Regions from separate parts of the Mus musculus genome. Here regions 2 and 3 are each linked to region 1. Evidence: chromatin contacts called from public promoter capture Hi-C data. All regions are on one chromosome and are shown on one strand. Each heading gives the region's core, a stretch centred on a gene start, on an enhancer-like site or on the middle of the called end of the contact. The rest is flanking DNA. Distances are from core to core; before and after follow the strand shown.

Region 1 (3,683 bases), core at 353-2,852:
GAGTCCTACCTTACAAGTTAGGAAACTCAAGCACAAGGGTGGGTAACTGTCTTTTAGATCTCAGAGATGGAGCTGGGGTGAAGGAAGTAGGATGTACAGTCAGGGAAGACGTTTCAGAACTGATTTTTTTACCCATCCACACTACATCACTACCCTTAGTAGCACTGTAAAAATTGCAAACAAGCAATATTTCAGTGTAATAATGTTTTCCTACATACTCATAAAACATGAATATCCACAATGGAAACATTCATGTGAGACTCAGTAAAACAAATGGTGTTCATTCTTCTTTCCCACTTAGACTAAGGAAAAGACATATATGGCAAAGTAACAATTACTGGGAAGCTGGTTGACAAGGTAACCAGTCACTGGGACATTGGTTCAACACCCACCCAACCTAATACTCCTCCCTGTCTCCATGGTATTTTAAGTAAAGCCAAGAGGGAAGGTGAAAACCAATCTTACGCCTAACAGCATGAAAACCATGTCTCAAATACCTTAGTGTCATCTATATTCCACATAGTCTCCATTTCTATCTGCAACTGGTCTGAAGTCTGGTTTAGAAGCTTCCCAGGTGACTGTCATGGGCAGCCAAGGTTGAGAACTACTGATTTTCTTTTCTCATACAAGAAGACACAGAAGAAAGCCTGGTGCTACAAAAAGCTAAGGTAAGCCACAGTCCAAAGTTTCCAAGTCACTATTATACTGTGCCCAAGTGCAGCTTCTACTCATTCCAAGAAACATGCTCCCAGAAGATGCTGGGATGGCTGGTCGATGATTACACTGAGCAACAAGGCCATGCTACCTGGACTATTAGCCTTACAATTATGGCTATATACAGTATCCAAGAAATACGAGAAGTGAGAACATGAAGTTGCTTGTCCAGCAGTGCTAAAAAAAAAAACATTAGAACATTATGTTCCTGGTCCCAGCTTTGGATATATCAAAGCAAGTGGATGAAAAGGAGGTTTCGTTTTGTTTTGTTTTGAAGTTTACTTCTATATTTTATAGCACAAAACTAGCTAAGTATTCAACAAATTCAATGAATGAATGAATGAATGGGAAGAATATACAAACACAGCTGATCACATTTTAAAGTCCTCTGGGAGCTATATTCACCTCTATAGATGCAGAAAGCCATACAATTAATGATCAAATTTGCTGTTCCATCCATTTTGCTTTGTTATTCTACGGAAATTCCCTCAACGTTATTGTCCCTTTAAATCTCAGTCTTCCTGAACAGTGGTGTTTAACAATTCTAATGGAAAGAGAAGGAATACCTAAGAGAAAAATTGTGTTAAGTCCCAAAATCCAAAACAAAAATACGTATTGGTATAAGATGGCCAAACAGTTCGGTCCAACTGAGGGAAGAGCTGGGTTATCCGAACGAAGTATCACACGCTCTTACCTACGATGGTGGCGGGAGGTGGGTTCGGGCTGTAATGCTTTGTTACTGTCCGGGGTCACTGGTGGACTAGTATAGTACCTGAACGGGAAAACTCAGACTAAAAAGGCGGCAGACCAAGCTTCAGCAGCTTTGGCTTACTTCCCGTTTCCCAGCGTCCCCTCGCACGTTAGAGAATGCAACCAGCGCCCAAACACAAGATGGCATTATCGACTTCATTCGGTTGGAAGCCACTGCCAGCACCTACGATGGCGCCCGAAGCCCTGGCTAAGGTAATGGGATAGCCGGAAAGAACTGCCCAAACGAAAAATGGCTTCTGTCGATGATATCAACGCTTTATGGAGACCAAAATAAAAATGGCGGCCAAAGCGGATTTTTTTTTTTTTTTTAAGAGGTTGGAAAAGCCACAAATACAATTGGCAGATAATGTATCACTGTACGTCAACGATATGTACTGATGGACAACAACAACAAAAGCCGTGTTTTTCGTATCACAAAACTATAGGGCAAGAGTAGAAAATATTTTTAATGAGGAAGATTAAAAGATACGTTGAAAAATAAAGGTGCCTTTCACGGTGCCAGAGAAAAGCGAAATAAAATATGTTTAAACATAATTTCATAATGCTTCGGGTGGTTCAAAAGAATAAAAGACTTATCTCTGAAGAAAAAAAAAAGAAAGGCAAAGCCAAGGAAATTAACCAACCGGATCCGGCACTGAATTGAAGACTCCCGACTTCTGCCAACCCCGCTCCTAGACTGGGCGGAAGTTTCCTGCATGGCGACAGGCTCTGTCTGCGCATGTTCGCTCTCTGACGTCACTCGGACCGGCAGGGCGGAGCCAGTTTCTACAGCTTAGGGCGTCCTGAGAGAGGTGGGAATTGACAACTGAGTGACAGGGCAAGGCGCCTTGTGATTGGTCAGAACAGAGGAAACGCCACCTAGGACTGGTAACAGCTTCATTCGTTCTACAAATACCTTTCGAGAGAGCAGAGAGCCGCACGCTCTGCCACCTTCTTGGTGCTGTGATGTGATGTGATGTGACCTTTCAATTTTGGTAGCGCGCACAGACAGAATACACGTCTGCCCGTAAGATTTCCGGTGACGGCCGCAGCTTTCCTTTGCGGGAGCTTCACGCAAACCCCGGAAGAGGGGCGGGGGAAGGAGGGGTGGTGCGCGTGAGCATAGAGTTGCGCATGCGCCTTCTTGCCGCGCAGGGCAAAGGTGGTGGCGCTCCGCTGCGTGGTTGGTTGCTGTGCAAGCGCGATTTCTGGTTTCTGGTGGTGAAGGTGGCCTGACCTAGAGGTGCAGCTGCTGGTGGGCAGGTGAGAGGGGCCAGGCCGCTGGTGGAGAAGCCAGCCTGCGGCCTCACCGCGTCCCCGCACGGAAAGGTCGCGAGTGGTTGGGACAAGGGTATTTGGGGGCGGGGATACAGAGGCACCTGGCTACCGGATTGGCCCAAGGACAGCTTTCAAAGTAGCTTCAGAGCGGGGCGGTGGTGGTGCACGCCTTTAATCCCAGCACTTGGGAGGCAGAGGCAGGCGGATTTCTGAGTTGGAGGCCAGCCTGGTCTACACAGTGAGTTCCAGGACAGTCAGAGCTACACAGAGAAACCCTGTCTCGGAAAACAAACAAACTAAACAAAACAACAACAATAAAAACAAAGTAGCTTCAGGATGTGACTATCTGATGATGGATCAGTGTGGGTGAGGAGGAGTGACCAATATCAGGTAGAGTTTGAATAGAGCTTCCTCAAACTCACATGCACAAGAATTGTAACTGAAATGACAGACCCATAATGCCACAGGAACTGGAAATACCTTTAAAATGCACGTTATTTACAGTTGCTGGCATCTTGAGAAAGCAATAAGTTGACACGTTGGGGGAAATGAACAGCCTAAACTACTCAAGGCAAGCAAAAAGACAGTTGTCATTCTGGAGTTTTACTCTCGGGTTGTTAGCCAGTTTCTGAGATTTACATATCTCTCATCATTTCTTGCTTTTTCCCCTTATTCTCTGAACATGACCCAGGCACCTCAGTGGACACAGAGTCTGGTTAGTGTCTGTTGATATCAAACATGCACAACCTGCCATGGAGAGATTACCCCAAATAAGCAACTATGTATAGTTTGGATGTGAGGTGGTCTGGAGGTTTTTCGTTATTGTTATTTACTGGTTTCTAATTAATTTTCTGAAGATAACTAATTTGTAATAGAAGTTAAAGTTGATTGTCATGTTTGCTCAAAATTTCTGGTATTGCCTAACACCTCTGTATATGTAG
Region 2 (3,683 bases), core at 572-3,071, 6.2 Mb before region 1:
ACTCAGGACCTCTGGAAGAGCAGTCAGTGCTCTTAACCACTGAGCAACCTCTCCAGCGCCCCCCCCCCTTTGTGAGTTAAAACAATTCAAAGCACTTCAATCCCTGTATATTCTTATATTAAAAAACCTGAAAGGTGTGTAAAAATGGAATAAACCATTGTTGAGCACCAAGATGACTAGAGAAGAGATGGAGACCATTCTTAAGATACAACAAATAAGCACAGTTTGGTTGTAAAAAGGTGTTTTTAAAAGAACATACCTTCTTTTTTAATTTTGTCATTCATGTTGTTGATATAAATCGTGTGATTTGGTCTGATATCCATGTTTGGGTAGAACCCTTCCAATAGCCTAAAAGAAATAATAAATAATCAGTTATTAGCAAAGAGGGTTAAATCACGCAGGTGTACAGCATGACACAACTCTTAATCACCCCGCCCTACCTCCCACAGCCATCTCTTTTAGTCAAATGGAAAACAGCTCTCAAGATCAAACCTTGGAAGGACAATACCAAGGTTCTACAAATTGGTAGAATCTGTCAATACATAGGCAGATTTAAAAACATATTATTCAAGGTTATATACTTCTTTTATCCCCACTTAAATGATACTGTCCTTTCATCTACATAATGACATAACTTTCGAAAGTATATTTATTAATTCTTTGAGAATGTCATGTGTTTTGATCATATTCACCAGAAAATGGTTTTTCAGTAAAATGATTTGAACATTTTGTGAAAGATCAGTAAACACGCACCTAGTTTTAAAAAGTCATTGTAATAGAACAATACAAATTAAGACAGTTCATAGATGCACTCATGAATGTATTGATTTAAACGATTAGTGTGTGTGTGTGTGTTTGTTTACCTGTGCCATCGTGTATGTTGAGGTCAGAGAACGACCTCTCAGGGGCTTTCACTTCTGTCTCTTTCCCACTATGTGAGTCTCAAGAGTGGTCAAGGTTGACAGTTCAGAGCTCAGATTCTTGTATCAATAAGATACGGATTTAAGTTCTGTTTACGATTTTACAACCTACTTCGATGGGGGGCAAGTTCCTTAATGTCTCAAGTCCCCAGCTACAAATTATGGCTACTAACAGCACCTATAAAATGGAGCCTATAAAATTATGAGACAGATATGTATCAGTCTGCACCAGTTAGCATCTACAGTTACTATTTATTATCGATAGCTATCACTCGTTAAAGGACACAAGTGTCTTAACGTCACACAACAAGCTGCTCTGAACAACTTATAGGAAGGGCCTGTACTATGTAGGCAACGGATAATAGGTAACGTTTCTCACAGGCTTGCCTCTCTACATGGGAACCTGGAGAAGGGCTGGGACTCAAGAGAGGGACAAGAGCACAGGCTCTGGCATTAGCTCCTTTGGGCTGAAATAGTGCAAGGGCACCAGAAACCCAAAGGCTGCCGGGGAGAAGAGGCCGAGAGTGCACAGTGAACTGCACACCCTGCTCCTCCAAGCAAGTCACGGGCCATTCTCTCCCCCTGGGCTAATTCCTATGTGTCCGCTTGAGCCTCTTTACACACCGGCCAATCCACCCAACACCAGGGTCCTCTGACATTAAAAACCCAACCATCCTGCAGAGAACAGGCTGTGACGCCGGGCCTCATTCCGCCAGCCCTGGGGTCGCCGTCCCTTCCTCCTATACGTCCGCGGACCGAGGACCACGCAACCGACGACACCTTCGCCCTCGCCGGCTCAGTTACCGCGGACGGGGCGGATCCCGCCAAACCCTGAGACCAGCCACAGCGAAAAAGAACCCGAGAGACTCACCTGAAGCCGGCGCGGTCCGCTTGAAACTAATACCGGAAGAGCTTCCCCGCGCCGGAAGAGGGCGGCCAAACTCCTCAATCGAACTCAGAGAAGTCGAAGAGTCGAGCACCGATTCAATCGAGCCCTCCTCGCCCCGGCCGGCCAAGGCGGAATCTTTCTGCGCACGCGCATTCCTGTGGGCTAGGAAGTTTGTGGAAAGGGGGAGAACTGGAAGGGATCAAATTAGGACCCGGGGGCCAAGCTGTGGAGGCAGAGGAGGGAAGGGTAGGGGGTCGTTTCCCTTACTGCGACTTTGAAGCTTCCCAACTATAGGATGTGATACAATTTTACAGGAGCCTGTCTCCAGCCACAAGTTAGTCAAGCCTTTCTATGGGTCCTGGTCAACTTGACTTAACACCATTGTCAATCTCTAGTTGTCAATCTCCAGGAGTCTGAAAGAACACACCAGCCAGCACTCTATAGATTACGTCTTAGATGCAGCCCAGTCTTCGACCCCTGAACAAAGAGAATTTTAGTCGTTGATGGTACTCTCACCAGGCTTCAGGAGCGAGCAAACTAAAGAGCCTAAACTCACTTAGACACAGTTAACTCCCGCCCACTCCCCCACCCTCTCCTTTCCTCACAAAATGCTTGGATTTTTCTAGGCTAAAAATTGGGGTAAGGACCAAATTGGTTGATTTTACCAGCCTGAGGTTTCTAATTTTTGAAAGTCACATGAAGTTGCAGGATGGAAATAGTGTTTTGAGAGTAGTAATTTTATATGCTTTTTTCACTGAAGTGATTAGGAGAATGGCTTATACTCGATAAATATGATTCAGACGATTGAATGAAGTTCCGTGAAAATTAGGTCATAATAAAACAAGTGTGATATCCAGTGAAAATCCTGTAAATGTAGGAAATAATGTTAAACAACCACAGAAAAAGTGTTCTTTAATTACATAGATATGGAAACCAGTTTGGCTTTTATAAAAACAATATCGAGTATGTTCTTAGCAAAAGGGCATCAAGTAAATACGAAACACTTTCTAAGCAACAGAAGGTCTGAGCAGTTGATTAACTGTGCTTGGTGGTAATGAGAGCATTGGAATAAGCTATAACCTGCCTGTGTTATATACATTCATCTGGCCGAGAGAGAGTTCGTAGCTATTTTCAAAAAGCAAATTGATAAACATGCAAGGACACTCCACTTGGGAAAAAAATAAAGAGATTTAAAGAAATGCCATACCTATTCTATCAAAGCTTGAGTCTCAGCTACTATACCTTTTGCACAGCAAAGAAGAAATTGTCCGATGACAACTCAGTGTCAGTGGCTTCTATGCTCTTTTCCAGGTTCACTTATAAAGAATGAACACATTTTTATATCCATGAGTAATCCCTGCAAGCTTTTTTTTTTTCTTCTTGTCTGTATAGTCCTGGCTGTCCTGGAACTCACTTTGTAGACCAGGCTGGCCTCGAACTCAGAAATCCACCTGCCTCTGCCTCCCAAATGCTGGGATTAAAGACATGTACCACCACCACACCCGGCTCTCCCACTGCAAGCTTTCTTGAATGGGTCTTCATCGGTTTCTTGAATGACTGGGAAACTAAGACTTGAAATAGGATTTGGTAAGGAATGAAGGGGAAGAGGCTTTCCAGGTTGTTGCAGGATATTTGATCACACCGTGAACCCGGGGATTGTGTTGTTTATTGAGAGAAGCTATTTCTGCTTTGGTGTGACTCGGTTTTAGCACACACCTTTAATATCTCTGGCTGGAATACAGACTTGCCCTGAGTACACACCTTTAATCCCAAACAGTGAAGGTAATGTTAGTTGGTAGAAGGAGTCACCCGTTTGAAAATGGTGTGATGTCTGATTGAGTGGCAGACAAAGTTATGAATCAGGAGAAGATTTG
Region 3 (3,683 bases), core at 823-3,322, 6.0 Mb before region 1:
AAACAAAACAAAAAACCCAAAACAACAACAACAACAACAACAAAAGCATACCTACCGTGTGAATAATGCTTATAGTACTTATGTATCACTTATTACATAAAGGTGTTTATGAGATGTCAGTTATGTCTTAAGACCCAATTTAAATATGTTTATCAAAGTTGTAAAAATGTCCTATTTGTGAAAGAGTAAGTCAATTTTACTCTCTAGAGTCTAGAAAAAGAATAAAGTATAGCTAATGGGTCCATAGTATTTTCCTTCTGATGAGGCTTTTCCCAGATGATTTAAATGCTTTGAAGTGAAATCAACATAGTGTTTTGGGTTTTCTCACTTTGTACTGAAGTTGTTAAGACTTAGGGACTGTAAATCACCAATACCTATTTGGAAATGATAAGGTCGCTTAAGAACCAGCAAGAAGGGGCTGGCGAGATGGCTCAGTGGGTAAGAGCACTGACTGCCCTTCTGAAGGTCCTGAATTCAAATCCCAGCAACCCCATGGTGGCTCACAACCACCCATAATGAGATCTGGTGCATTTGAAGATAGCTACAGTGTATTATTATAATAATAAATAAATCTTAAAAAAAAAGGACCAGCAAGAAATTCAACAATAAATGAAGTTCAGAATGTTACTGCAAAACAGTCACCTCCTGCCTACACACACACACACACACACACACACACACACGCCTTTACATATTCATGCCTGACTTACTTTTGAATGTGTGTGTGTAGTGTGCACCTGTGCTGGCAGAGGCTGGGAAAGAACATTCGATCACCTAGAGTTACAGATGGTTGTAAACTGCCCGATGTAGGAGCGGAGAACGGAGTCCCCATCCTCTGCAAAAGCATCAAGTGCTCTTAACTGGCAAGAGTCATCGCTCCAGCCCCAGAATAACTGTTTTACATCCATCATGTAAACGATATGAGATCCAAAACAAAAACCAATGTTTCTGAACAAGAACCACAGTATAGAAAATAAATATAATGAAGTTATGTGTCCTTTTGTTAAATAACAAGTTATAGTATCAGCTTCACAACTGGCCTAATTTCAAAGTCAAAATAAAAAAGGAAGAACAATCTGAGAGAGCTGCAACAGTCCCTAAATATCTGTGATTTCCAGTATCATCAAAATTTCAGATGTTACTACAGCTGCACATTTTATTTTAATTAGAGGAGACTATATAGAGGTAATCCCCCCCCCCCCATACACGTTCAGGAGCTTTAAGAGACTTTATTTGGTGATTCTTCTGAGTAACAGTTCTCCTGGCAGTTGTCCTTACCAAACTGATGCTGTGCTTAGCAGTTAGTCAATGGGGAGCCTCACGCGGGGAGCCTCACACTTGACTTCCGGAGGAAGCTTCTGTGCAGGTTAAGTCCTGGAAGACTTTAAAAAGTCTAAAATTTCTAAAGACAGAAACAAATGAAAGGGGTACCAGAGATTCATTGGAATTTGAGAAGATGAGCAAGCCCTTAAAAACCTTCCTGTTTATTCATTTTTCTTGGTGCAGAGAGTAAATTAATCAAGGGGTGGCTGTTCAGTCATTTCTCTGGCGAGAAACCTCGCTGCTTCTAGTTTAAAATCCGCAGGCTTGCTGTTCGTGTTCCGTGGGCCGCAGCACTTTGTCGGTTGTGTCAAATCGCAAGGTGGTGTTGGAATCAGAGGATTATGTACACGTGTAGGCTGCTGGAAATTATGGATAGAATGGCCTGCATAAGCCCAAACTGGACAAGCAAAACCTCCAGGAACAGGAACTCACATTAACAAGTGATTTGCAGTTGAGTGCAGAATTCGCACACCTGTTCTTGGTTGTCTTGGTTGCTCTCAGCGACTCTACAGCTGGTAGGGTGTTGAAGCCCTGCCCGCCCGAGAGCGCACCCTACACAGTTTGTCCCCAAGCAGCTCCCATATACGGCGGGCTCCGCCCCTGCCCGTGGCTGCCACAGCCGGGTGCAGCCTGGCTGGCGGCTGTGCCTGGACCCGCCCGCTGCTTCTGCTATTGCGCATGCGCCCCATTTTCAACCCTCCGAGTTTTCCCGCCCTTGATTGGCTGACTCTGCGCCCATTTCTAAACTTGTAAGCGCCTTAGTCCAGGCTTTGTAGGACTCCGAACAAAGGGGACGTTCTGATTCTACCCTACCTTGAAGGGTTCTAGGAAAGCTGAGATGAGGACTCCTGGTACTAGTGGACCACACATTGGCCGTCGTATTATTTCACTTAGTCTATTATTAAACCCTTGGAGTTCCAGTTTAGCAGGCGAGGCAGACTGGAAGACTCAAAGCTAGTATTGGAGTTCGAGCCAAAAACCCGGGAGACTTTTTCGGCTCCCCTCAGGGACTTAAGCAGCATCACATCTAAGCTTTCTAGAGACCATTTGAACCGAAGTCATCTGCCCGGGAGTGAAATAATAGCGGGGATATGCTGGTCTTGAGGACAGAATGTTCCATTGTGGTCGTTAGAGACCTCGAGGGTGAGGAGGAGCAAGTCAGTAGGCTTGCTTTATACTCCATCAGCAAGTGCAAAGGCAGGAGATCAGGGTCCAGGAGGAAGGCTGGTCTGTAAGTTTTGAGCGACCCTGACTGGGGCAGGAGGAAGATAGTTGATACTGGAGTTTTTGTGTCCAGCAGGTGACTTACAGGTGAAGGCATAGGGTTAACTGAATGAATTTACAGGGAGATAGCCCGGTAAGAAATCACTGATGCCAGGGGCTTTAGCTCATAAAAAAAAAGGGAAGAATAAGAAGAAGAAGGAGAAGGAGAAGGAGGAGAAGGAGGAGAAGGAGGAGGAGGAGGAGGAGGAGGAGGAGGAGGAGGAGGAGGAGGAGGAGGAGGAGAAGGAGAAGAAGAAGAAGAAGAAGAAGAAGAAGAAGAAGAAGAAGAAGAAGAAGAAGAAGAAGAAGAAGAAGAAGAAGAAGAAGAAGAAAGAAAGAAAGAAAGAAGAAAGCGGGTGTCCTCACTTTTGATCCAATGACTAAAGTTAAATTGCTAAACTGTCCCCAAAATGCAAAAACTCCCTTTAGATATGATTCCAACCAATATAACGACATTTCTATCTGCCTAAAAAAATCCTCGATCCTTTGTTTTCTTGGTACCCTAAATTTTGTGGTTCAGAACACATGCTTAGAACTCTTTGAAGAAACAGAGCAGTCCCTCAGAGTTCTCCACGACCTTTCGCTTCTCAACAAGACAGATGAGTTGACGAGCACGGGCCGTATAAAGTCAGGACCATGTTATTGGTTGCAATGCTCGTTTTCGGTAGTCCATTCCTCGGTTTCCTTGAGAATGCTCTAAATGCAGTGATCGTCCTGGGCCTGACTGGGTTTGACTTTCCGAGTTAGAGACAGCACAGCCGGTTGCCATTGACTTCGAGGTGGGGCTGCGCTGGGGCGTGGCCACCGAAGAGGCGGGGCCCAGACTTCCGGGCCCCGCCCCTTCGCGCCGTAGGCAGCTGCCAAACCCCGGTGCGTGGATCACGCGGGCCGGAGCCGCTCTGGGCATGCTCAGTGGCCTGGCAGGTGTGGCCGCCTAGCAACTCCAGGTCGGCCCTAGCCGAGGGGCGGGTGAGAGGGAAGTGGGCGGGGGCGCGGGCACGGGCACAGTCGCTGGAGTGGCCGGCGGCCGCGGGGCGCAGGCCTGTTGGAAGCCCCCGCGGGCCGGGCCGGGATGAGCTATGGCATCGGTCAAGGTG

Evidence for each region. Promoter capture Hi-C pulls out the DNA fragments that hold promoters and counts their contacts.
Region 2: a promoter capture Hi-C map of pre-B cells shows a contact between it and region 1, with 2.7 times the contacts expected there. The contact joins the promoter of Snrpb2 here to the promoter of Slx4ip in region 1. A contact is called at or near these places in 1 of 39 promoter capture datasets (pre-B cells) and 1 of 484 Hi-C or Micro-C datasets (CD4 T cells).
Region 3: a contact with region 1 is called in a promoter capture Hi-C map of pre-B cells, with 3 times the contacts expected there. The contact joins the promoter of Kif16bos here to the promoter of Slx4ip in region 1. A contact is called at or near these places in 2 of 39 promoter capture datasets (liver and pre-B cells) and 4 of 484 Hi-C or Micro-C datasets (B cells, CD4 T cells, pre-B cells and 1 more).

What each region holds. Positions count from the first base shown.
Region 1 is chr2:136,890,087-136,893,769 of GRCm38.p6, reverse strand. It overlaps Slx4ip (SLX4 interacting protein), which reads right to left and starts at 1,602. Exons shown (of 8, transcript NM_028834.3): 1 at 1,409-1,602. It overlaps Mkks (McKusick-Kaufman syndrome), which reads left to right and starts at 2,364. Exons shown (of 6, transcript NM_021527.2): 1 at 2,364-2,727.
Region 2 is chr2:143,061,207-143,064,889 of GRCm38.p6, reverse strand. It overlaps Snrpb2 (U2 small nuclear ribonucleoprotein B), which reads right to left and starts at 1,821. Exons shown (of 7, transcript NM_021335.3): 1 at 1,792-1,821; 2 at 260-348. The coding sequence starts at 323.
Region 3 is chr2:142,901,354-142,905,036 of GRCm38.p6, reverse strand. It overlaps Kif16bos (kinesin family member 16B, opposite strand), which reads right to left and starts at 2,072. Exons shown (of 2, transcript NR_131921.1): 1 at 1,796-2,072; 2 at 1,465-1,682. Kif16b (kinesin family member 16B) reads left to right here and starts at 3,573. Exons shown (of 26, transcript NM_001081133.2): 1 at 3,573-3,683. The coding sequence starts at 3,666.